3 separate regions of the Mus musculus genome follow, and all the other regions are linked to region 1. The links are chromatin contacts, called in public promoter capture Hi-C maps. All regions are on one chromosome and are shown on one strand. The core of a region is the stretch at or near the end of the contact, and the rest is flanking DNA. Distances in the headings are between cores, read along the strand shown.

What was found. Promoter capture Hi-C pulls out the DNA fragments that hold promoters and counts their contacts.
Region 2: a promoter capture Hi-C map of embryonic stem cells shows a contact between it and region 1, with 2.2 times the contacts expected there. The contact joins the promoter of S100a11 here to the promoter of Crct1 in region 1. A contact is called at or near these places in 11 of 39 promoter capture datasets (the 3T3-L1 cell line, cranial neural crest, embryonic stem cells and 6 more) and 2 of 115 datasets of contacts at active chromatin or transcription factors (embryonic fibroblasts and large pre-B cells).
Region 3: a promoter capture Hi-C map of embryonic stem cells shows a contact between it and region 1. The contact joins the promoter of Lce1d here to the promoter of Crct1 in region 1. A contact is called at or near these places in 6 of 39 promoter capture datasets (cranial neural crest, embryonic stem cells, liver and 2 more).

What each region holds. Positions count from the first base shown.
Region 1 is chr3:93,014,300-93,017,295 of GRCm38.p6, forward strand. Crct1 (cysteine-rich C-terminal 1) reads right to left here and starts at 1,387. Exons shown (of 2, transcript NM_028798.3): 1 at 1,317-1,387; 2 at 1-551. The coding sequence starts at 529. The coding sequence ends at 221.
Region 2 is chr3:93,519,006-93,522,001 of GRCm38.p6, forward strand. It overlaps S100a11 (S100 calcium binding protein A11), which reads left to right and starts at 1,491. Exons shown (of 3, transcript NM_016740.3): 1 at 1,491-1,548.
Region 3 is chr3:92,685,601-92,688,596 of GRCm38.p6, forward strand. Lce1d (late cornified envelope 1D) reads right to left here and starts at 1,610. Exons shown (of 2, transcript NM_027137.2): 1 at 1,562-1,610; 2 at 1-527. The coding sequence starts at 504. The coding sequence ends at 103.

The DNA of each region.
Region 1 (2,996 bases), core at 137-2,636:
TGATCTGAAGTCCCACCCCTGACTTGTATCCCCTGGGAGGAAAATCAACGTTAGAGGACAGGTCTAAGAACAGGGTGAAGTTTCTGAACATCAAAGTGCAGTTAGCTTAAGGGAAACCAAACTCCTAGGCCGGTCCTTCCTGTTACTACTATGGAGGACTGGGTGAGAGCAGCAAAGACGCTGTGCGATGCCAGCTGTTCCGGAGAAGCTCTGTAGGCTTTCAGCAGCCACCGGAGCAGCAGCCTGAACTCTGATTGTTGCAGGAGCGTTGAGACCTTTGGCTTCCTCCGCAGCAGCAGCCGCAGCCGCCAGAGCGCTGTCGGCGGCGTCTCCTGGGAAAGCAGCAGCAGCCGGTGGAACTGGAGCCGCAGCAGCCAGAGTCACCACCGCAGCCGCCCCCGCAGCCCCTGCAGCAGCCTCCGCCACAGCAAGAGGAGGAGGAGGACGCGGGGGCAGGAGTCGGGGCGGGGCAGGGGGCGGAACTCTGGGAAGACCCTTTGGAAAAGCCTTTGGCGCCCTGTTGAGACATCTCGGCGTTTGTCAAGATGAATCTGAAAGAAAGACAATCTTTTTTAAAACCCCGCCTTTTCTTCCCTATAGTGGAACACAGAACTTTAAGTATTTGCCTTAGAGAAAAGTCTGTCTGGCTTTGGGACAAGAGGAATAAAAGAAAGAAAGAAAAAGAAGGGAAACAAAGAAACAAACTCAAACAGGAGCTTCCAGTGGTGGAGGCACAAAGCAGGAAACAGAATTTGAAAAGGATCAGTGCAGTCTCCCTGACTGACATTAGGACCATCCAAGAGCTCCATGATGGAAAATAAAGAGCATACGGCTGCAATTTATCTATATGACTCAATCAAAAATCTCTTGGCTTCAGCCTTTTCCTAACTGTACTTTGACCACGCAGCTCTTTCAAGTGGTAATCTCAGTTAATATCGTATAAGCATCACATCGGTCAGAAAACACACAAGTATTACCTGTGTCCCTCTGTCTTGGGTATAGAGAATTCGAAAACACAAAAGCGTGCTCTGCACCTTCTTTCTTGCCTGTCCTTCACATTATAAGGAAAAGGCAGAGAATAGGAATAACTTAACCAGGGAACCTAAAGACCCGGGTTACTCAAAGCTCTTTACAGTCTGGAAAACCTTTCAAAGGTCAGCGCCATGCCAAGCCTTTGCATCTTCATAGGCAACACAAAAGGCTGGCTCACTGGAAGCCAGATTCCAACAGCTACATTCTGGCTGCATCCTACTTCCTCCTTTCTGTCTTCCATTCTCCCCAGCTTCCTCCCCCAGACACCCCGCTTAGATACTTACTAGACCTTGGCTCCACAGGAAGACTCACTCAGTTCTCCAACTGGAACTTGACACCTGCTAGGCAGAAGACTGAACAGTGTATGGCCAGAGAAGCTTTTATAAGATTCCAACAAGTCCAGGTCCTTGGGAGGAGCCCATTTCTCAACAGACATGCTCAGCTGACACTTACATCCCAGAAGCATTCATCACTCAGATAGCACTGTAGGTGGTGCACGTGGACAACCAAGTCACTTCACAGAGGTGCCAGGATTGCTGTGGTGTGTTTACTTTTCAAACCGGATACTGTTCATAGCTGGGAGGGCTGTATGTGCTTAGAGAAGGCCTGGGGGGGGGGGGTCAAATGAGGAGAGGTCCGGGGTTCTCTCTTAAACACTGTATACACACACACAGCAGGAGGGGAGGAGAACACCTGCACTGTTCTACTTTCTCACACTTATTCATGTATAGCTATCTCCTTATCATTTATTGTCTTATTTGCATCTCTATGGCCCTTGGTTCTTGTCTTTCATAGCAGGCTGCAGGCTATGTGATGAACCCTCTGGCTTTTATCCAGATGCTTCTAGAGAGCACTGAAGGAAGATGATGGTGGGGATGGAAATCACAACGGTGGTTTCTTCCTGTCACCATTAACAGGAAGAATAGCCCAGGCAAGGTTAAGGGACCAATAAGACCAAAAGAAGTCACTTGACCATATTCCCATTATGTAACCCTGATGGATCGCAGACAAAAATGGTTGAGGAGTATAGGCCTATTGGAAAATAGTAAGCTGGTTAGCCTATGGAGCTCCTGTTTCTGATATCATCTCCTTAAGGATAGATTGTCCCTAGAACTACTGACAAATAGGAAAAAGACAAAATAAAACAAAACAAAATGAAAAGGATAAAATAAAAGAGCAAAGAAGAAAAAGGAGGAAAATAAAAGGGGGAACGGCCTGAAAGTTCCCATAGTAATTGTTGCGTTTCGATTAGCTGATTTATAAAACTGGAGGAAACTTTGGAGGTCAACTGCCTCTGATTCAATCATTGGAACTACCTGGTCACACCAACCATGAGTATGAGACATAAGAGAATCTAAGATTAAGAATTCAGGGATTAAGAGTGAGATAGGTTTTGGGGTGCATTGCTGGGTGTGGCATGAGGAAACAGACAAGGAAAGACAAGTCATAGAAGATACCCATTTCATTTACCATGGCTTTAGAGCCTGATTAACAGGTTGCTTACTGAACCAGAGCACCTGGCAAGAAGAGGTAAGACATTCCAAGAAGAGAGATCAATGTTAGAAAAGAGAAGGAAGTAATGAAGTACTAAGTTAGATGTGGGTTCTCCTCTGGAAAATTATGCAAAAGGTGAAGAAAACCAGGGTGATAGGAATCATTATGGAGAGATCAAGTAGATACTCACTGTATGGACTCCTTACCCCAACTTTATGCATCACTGTTAACTCTTATCAACCGAGGAGCTAACTGCTTATCTTGTATAGAAAGGCAGACTTGCAGTTATCTATTCTATCATAAATATTTTTAGTATCTCCTGAGGAAGCCATCCCAACCCTAAAGGAATATTACATGAACATCCAAACTCAGTGACTTAAGTACCCTTGACTCCATCACACACACACACACACACACACACACACACACACACACACACACACATACACAGGCATGCACACATGCACCAC
Region 2 (2,996 bases), core at 241-2,740, 500 kb after region 1:
TGTGTTTTGTTCTAAAGTAAGCAGTTAATCAATCAAAATTGCACATTGGGAAAATGTGTTTTTATTGATTAAATATGTTTTTATTGGAGGGCAAGGGCCCAGTTGCAAAATCAATGGAAAAAGGGAGTGGGGATGTAAACTCTATCAGTGCAGGTGTGGAAGAAGGACAGGTGGGTCCAAGCACACAGTAAGCTGAAATTCCAAGGGCCATGATTTTAGAAAATCGTGTAAGAAAGTAATTTTTTTAAAAACATGGTGCTAATGTTTTCAAATAAGGAAAATGGGAAAATGGTCACATCATCGGCAGAAATGGAAAGAGGGTGGATCTAATTATTTTTTGAATTATTGTTGGAAACACAAGAGTGTTTGTTTTGGTTTGGATTCTAATTTTCTTATGAGACAAAATCCTACTCTGTAACCCAAGCCGTTCTGGAATTCACTAGGTAGGCCACAGGCTGGCCTTGAACTTGCAGTAGTCTTCCCTCTTCAGCCTTGCACATGCTGAGATTATAGGCAAGGGCCACCATGTCTGACTTCAAGGGTTCCTAAACAAGAGACAGGAACTGTGACTGGTGAAATTGGGGGAGCAGAAACCAGGAAGCATTCACACAATGCCCTATTCACATCTACTCTGCAAGTTGTTCTTTTTTTTGGGGCGGGGGGTGTCTCCTTAAGGGCATCACTCTATGTGATAGACATTCTACGTGCCTTTACTAAGTGGTGAAGGCAGCATGGCTTGTTTATAGATGGGAAAATGGAAGCTCAGAGGGGCCAGTACTTGCCAAAAGTGCTGCAGTGATGTTGTGGACCAAGGATTAGAAGCTGGAAGTTTGTCATACAATTCCCAACTTTATTGAAACACAGACAGGAAAATGCCGCACTTGCACAGGGAGATGTTTAGCTGCAAGAGTTTTCTTAACTGTCATTTTAAAACTTGAAAGCAGGGTGAAAATTATCTCTAGACAATAATCACCAATATTCTGTTGGCAATAATCACTGCCCTTAGGTAGGCCAGATGGTGCACACCTATAATCCAGCACTTGGGATGCGGGGGTAGGAGGGTCCTAAGTTTGAGGCTAGCCTGTGCTACATAGAGAATCAAAGTCAGCTTTAGCTACTCAGGAATACCACGTGTCAGAAAAATTTAAAAAATCACAACTGTTTATTAAATTTCTTCAGTGTAGCAGGACAGCCCCAGCTCCTAGGGACCTACTTGATGAGCACGACTCACATTCTTTCTGCTTATCTGACCTGAACTGCAAATGGACACGTGCATAGAAAAAGAGCTAGGGGCATGACTTCCCCTAAAGCCAAAAATCTTTGAGATTCCAGGGAGAGAGGAACAGAGACCTGTTGAGTCACAGGGACTACAACCAGTGAGCTGAGTCTAGAGCACCGACATGGGGACAGGCCGAGGCCTGCGGAGGGGCGGGGGCCGGGGCGGGCACAGCCTGAGTCAGGCTGAGGGGCGGGACCCGGACCCCGACCGCCACTCCTGTCCCAGCCACCGTCAGCCACAGTCGCAGCCGGACCTCGCTCCTCAACTTGGTAAGCATAAGTTTTTGAACTTTTTAGATTTTTTTCTTTTTAATGAAAACAACAAAGAGCTACGCATGCTCTTGGCTGGGTGTATCTTGGACTAACGTGTGGACGTGGCAGAAAATGGATCGGGAAGATGAAACTGTGGGAGGCAATTAGAGAAGAGTGGAGGGCACGAGGAAGCCCTAAAATTACACCCTAATAACAGCCTGTGGGGAGAAACGGCGGTCTTTTGTTCTCCCGGGCAAAATAAGTTCTAGGCTGGGTGCGGCTGCCTAACTGGCCTGAGCCCGGGCTGGGTGCGGCCGCTAGACTCCCTGGGGCCGTGAGCCCCTGAACCCAACCAGTGGCGGCCGCCAGAGAGCTGCAGACTCAGTGAGAACTTGGGGCAGCGTCGCTAGGCGTTCATGAAGACTAGAAAGAAAGCGGTTCAGAACGTAGCCTTCCTGAATTCTGGGGGACTCAGCTGCGGGGAAACCGCAGGCAAACAGCCAAGACATACAGATGAGAAACCGGAGCCTGTTGCAGCCATTGGAACCACAGACAGGAATGTGGGAGGAGGCCAGTCCCTCCCAGCTCGCTCTTTTCCTCTCCCCCTTACTCCACTCCCAGCCATCTTTTTAGCCACTCCCTACATCACCTGCCTGTCTCCTACCTGCTACTTCAGTTCCCCTCGTTTCTTTAAAAAATGTTTCCAGTAATTCACATCCCCTCCAAAATCTACCCCTTCCTTTGACTCTTCAAAGAGGATCAGCAAATGTTGGAGAGAGGCCCAAGTGCGTTTTTGCCCTAGTCCCAAACTAATTATAGATTTTTATGTTTTTAAATGGTTGGAAGACATTCAAAAGGAAAAGAATCCCTTGTAATGCATGAGAATGGCATGAAAATCAAATGTATAGAGTTTACAGGCACCGCCACACCCTTTTGCTTTATGTATCCTCACCCTTGCTGCCTGACTATGGCAAGAGTGATAAGATCTTATGGAGCATAAAGAGCTAAAAAATATCCACAGCTGTCCCTTTATTGCAAATAACAGCAACAGAAAGCTTGCGGACCCCTGCTTTGGTGTGTCAGTCTTTCATCACTTCCTACTTATTGTTTCCTTCTTCCCCTTTTCATCACACAGGGTACCTAGGGCCCAGCACCAACAGGTTATGAGGTGAAAGGAGATAGATGAGACCCTGAACACTTGAAGGAAGAGCTTTGGTGCTGGTTGAGAAAGAGATAGTTGGTGTGGTTCCCTCTTTTTCACATATTTCTGTCAAGGGGAAGCTTCCCTGGAACGTTGGGTGTTTAGGTTGCGTTTTAAAAGGATCTCACTGCGTCCTTTCACAGTGGGGTTTTCCTTGCTGTCACTGTTCCCATCATGCAAAAGGGCGATGGTGTGGGCCGTGCCCTCTCTTTCAGCCGCTGCTCCACATGGGCAAAACCTTCCCATCTGAGCCCTCTGTTCTAAG
Region 3 (2,996 bases), core at 360-2,859, 330 kb before region 1:
GGCAGGACAAGGAGGGAAGTAGGAGACCAAAGAGCAGCGTGGCTGAGTCTTCTGAGAATGTGTTCTTTCTGCACCACTTTTCTAGATTCTTTCTCATTGAGATCAGCAGCAGTCCCCAGACTGTTGGCTACTGCCACAGCAGCCACTGCTGCCACCACTGCTGCCACAGCAGCCACTGCTGCCACCACTGCTACAGCATCCAGAGCTGTGGCGATGGCGACGAAGAGATCTGTGAGGCCTGTGGTGGCTCAGGCAGCAGCCTCCACCCCCAGAGCTGCAGCAGCCTCCAGAACTGCAGCAGCCACCAGAGCTGCAGCAACCACCAGAGCTGGAGCCACAGCAGCCCCCAGAACCCAGGCTACAGCAGGAAGACACAGGGGGGCATTTGGGAGGACACTTAGGGGGGCATTTTGGAGGGCACTTCGGGGTCTGGCACTTGGGAGGGCACTTGGGGGTGCACTTGGGAGGAGGCTGGCACTGCTGTTGGCTTTGCTGGCAGGACATCTCTGCTGGTGAGTGCTCTGGAGCTGTAGGAGAGTAAAGGAGAAGTTAGAACCATGACCCTCCAGTCACCACACCCTGCATGCTTAGCATCCATGAAAACCATACAAACACCATCTCTAGTAGTTTCAGTTCCAATACACTCATCTCCTCAGGTCCTCATTGTCATGTATTGGGAACATCAGAAACTCATGTAAGTCAGGTAAGAACTGGCATATGCTCTCCAGCAGAGAATGATATATTAATGTTATCTTGAAAGGCTCTGAATCACAAACTTAAATGTGGCAGAGGAAACCTTCCCGCACTTGTCTTCAGACTGAAATCTCTGGATTAATGCATCGCTTCCAGGAGAAAAAAAATGCATTTTGAAACAAAGGCCAATCATTCTCTTCCATAACTTTCAAGCTTTTTTTTTTTTACCACACAAGTCACTACTGCAAAGAATCTGTGTTCCTATTGGATAAGTAAAGTGATTCCCTCAATGAAATGTCTGAAAGTTTTCATAGGAATATGGGTATTTCCTATAGACTAGGACCATGAGACCCTGCTCTCTGACAAGCTTTCACATATGCTAAATTCCCTACCTGTTCAACAGGATAGCACCGCCAGAGTGGGACTGGCAGTATTCCTGTCATTCCTGGAAGTGTGTGAACAATCCCAAACTTTTAACTCTGGGTTTTACAAGTTCAAAGGAGCACCTACTACCCTATCCATCCTCCCTCTGCTGCTTCCTTTCAATGCTGGGCCAAGGATGAATTTCAAAGTAGCCCTTTCAGGTTTGTTTAAGGTGCACAAACTGCTGTGCTTCAGGGTTCTGTTGTGACAGATTCACTCTAAAGAGAAGGTAGCTCTCTGCAGAGCCATTGGTTATGTGACTACTGTCTACTCATTCTTCCCATTGGCGTTAAAGTGCCCTTTTTTTCTACCCATCATTCTGGTCTCCCCTAAGTCTTCTGTAAGCATAGCCCAAGGGCTCTGTGGCCCTGCTAGTCTCTCCTCCATCTCTCATCTCAGCTTCCCTCTGGTACAAGCCATGCTATTGCCCCCAGTGGATACTTACCAAGACGACAGGTAATTCAAGATCTGTGGACGCCTCAGGAGAAGTGGATGGAGGTATGCTGTCCCTCAGTCCTTTTATACTGATCCTGGGCTCTGCCCTGACCTGTGAGACAGTGACTGGGCATGGATGGCCCTGTCTCCTGACACCTTCCTTGTCTTGTGACTGGTGATGACCAAATATTCCTCACCAGGTTTGCTCCATGAGTTCAGGGATGCTTGAGCCTGGACTATGGTTTCAGCATGAGGAGAGGAGGAAGTAGATAGATGTCATCCTTAATTTCACATACTTAAAGAGTATCAAACTTAGGAACTACTCATTTTTCAGTTTATCTCACTCACTGCCTATAGCATGAGACTGCAGTATTCAAGCCAGCCAGCTATATAGCTATGTGTAGTATGCCAAACCATGTGGTTGCATCAAATAGTTAGACATCTGCAGGGGCAAAATCTAGGATGAGAAATCTGAGCCTTGTAGGGGACCAGCTAAGGCTGTGTTTTGAAATATTTTTGGCCCTAATATTTCCCTTTTTAACTGTACTATTAAAGTATTAATGAAAATTAGCTTAATGCTATTAATTTTAATAAAGTATTAGAAAATAATAACAGGGCTTACTAGAGAAAATTAATTATGGCAGATTCTTCATAGATGTCTCTTTTGACTTTCTGAATAAAGAGATATGAAAACTCTTCTTTAAGAAAAATAATTGAAAAACCGGAGAGACAGTTCAGTGGGTAAAGTACTTGATGTATAACCATATGATACTGAACTGGGATCTCCAGAAATGACAGAAACATCAGATGCATAGAACATGCCTATAATCCAAGTGGATTGATATAGATCCTGGGTGATTTTGGAAGATCTAAGACCAGTTAAGTTGCCTAAAATAGGGAGCATACAGTTCTATAAGAAACCATGTCTCAAATAAAAAAGGGGCAGAAGAGATCAAGACAAAACATCCTGATGCAACCCCTGGCCTTCTCATATTCCTACATAGAACATGCACCATCTGGCATATGTACACTCACTATACATCAGACAGGTGCACACAAAAATTAAAATAATAATTATAGGTATGTTCTCAGTAGTCATACTTCTTATACAGGAACATGTTATGAGAATACTCATTTTGTAAAATTAATATATACTACTAATTAAAATATAGCATTTTTCTCTGGGGAAAAATGGGTTTTATTATTTGTCAGGTGGTTTTACATTTTTTAGGTGGACTGCTTCATGAATTTTGTATCATCTTGCACATGAACTATGGTAATGTTACTTTATTACTCCTGAGTTAGCAAGCATGCTGCAGAAGAGAATACATCTTATTGTTTTTACAAATGTGAGTTGTACTTTTAAGTTTTGTGTGTATCTGTGTATGTGGATATACATGCAGGTGTCAGCGGGTGCTGGAAAAGGATCTTAGATCCACTAGGGC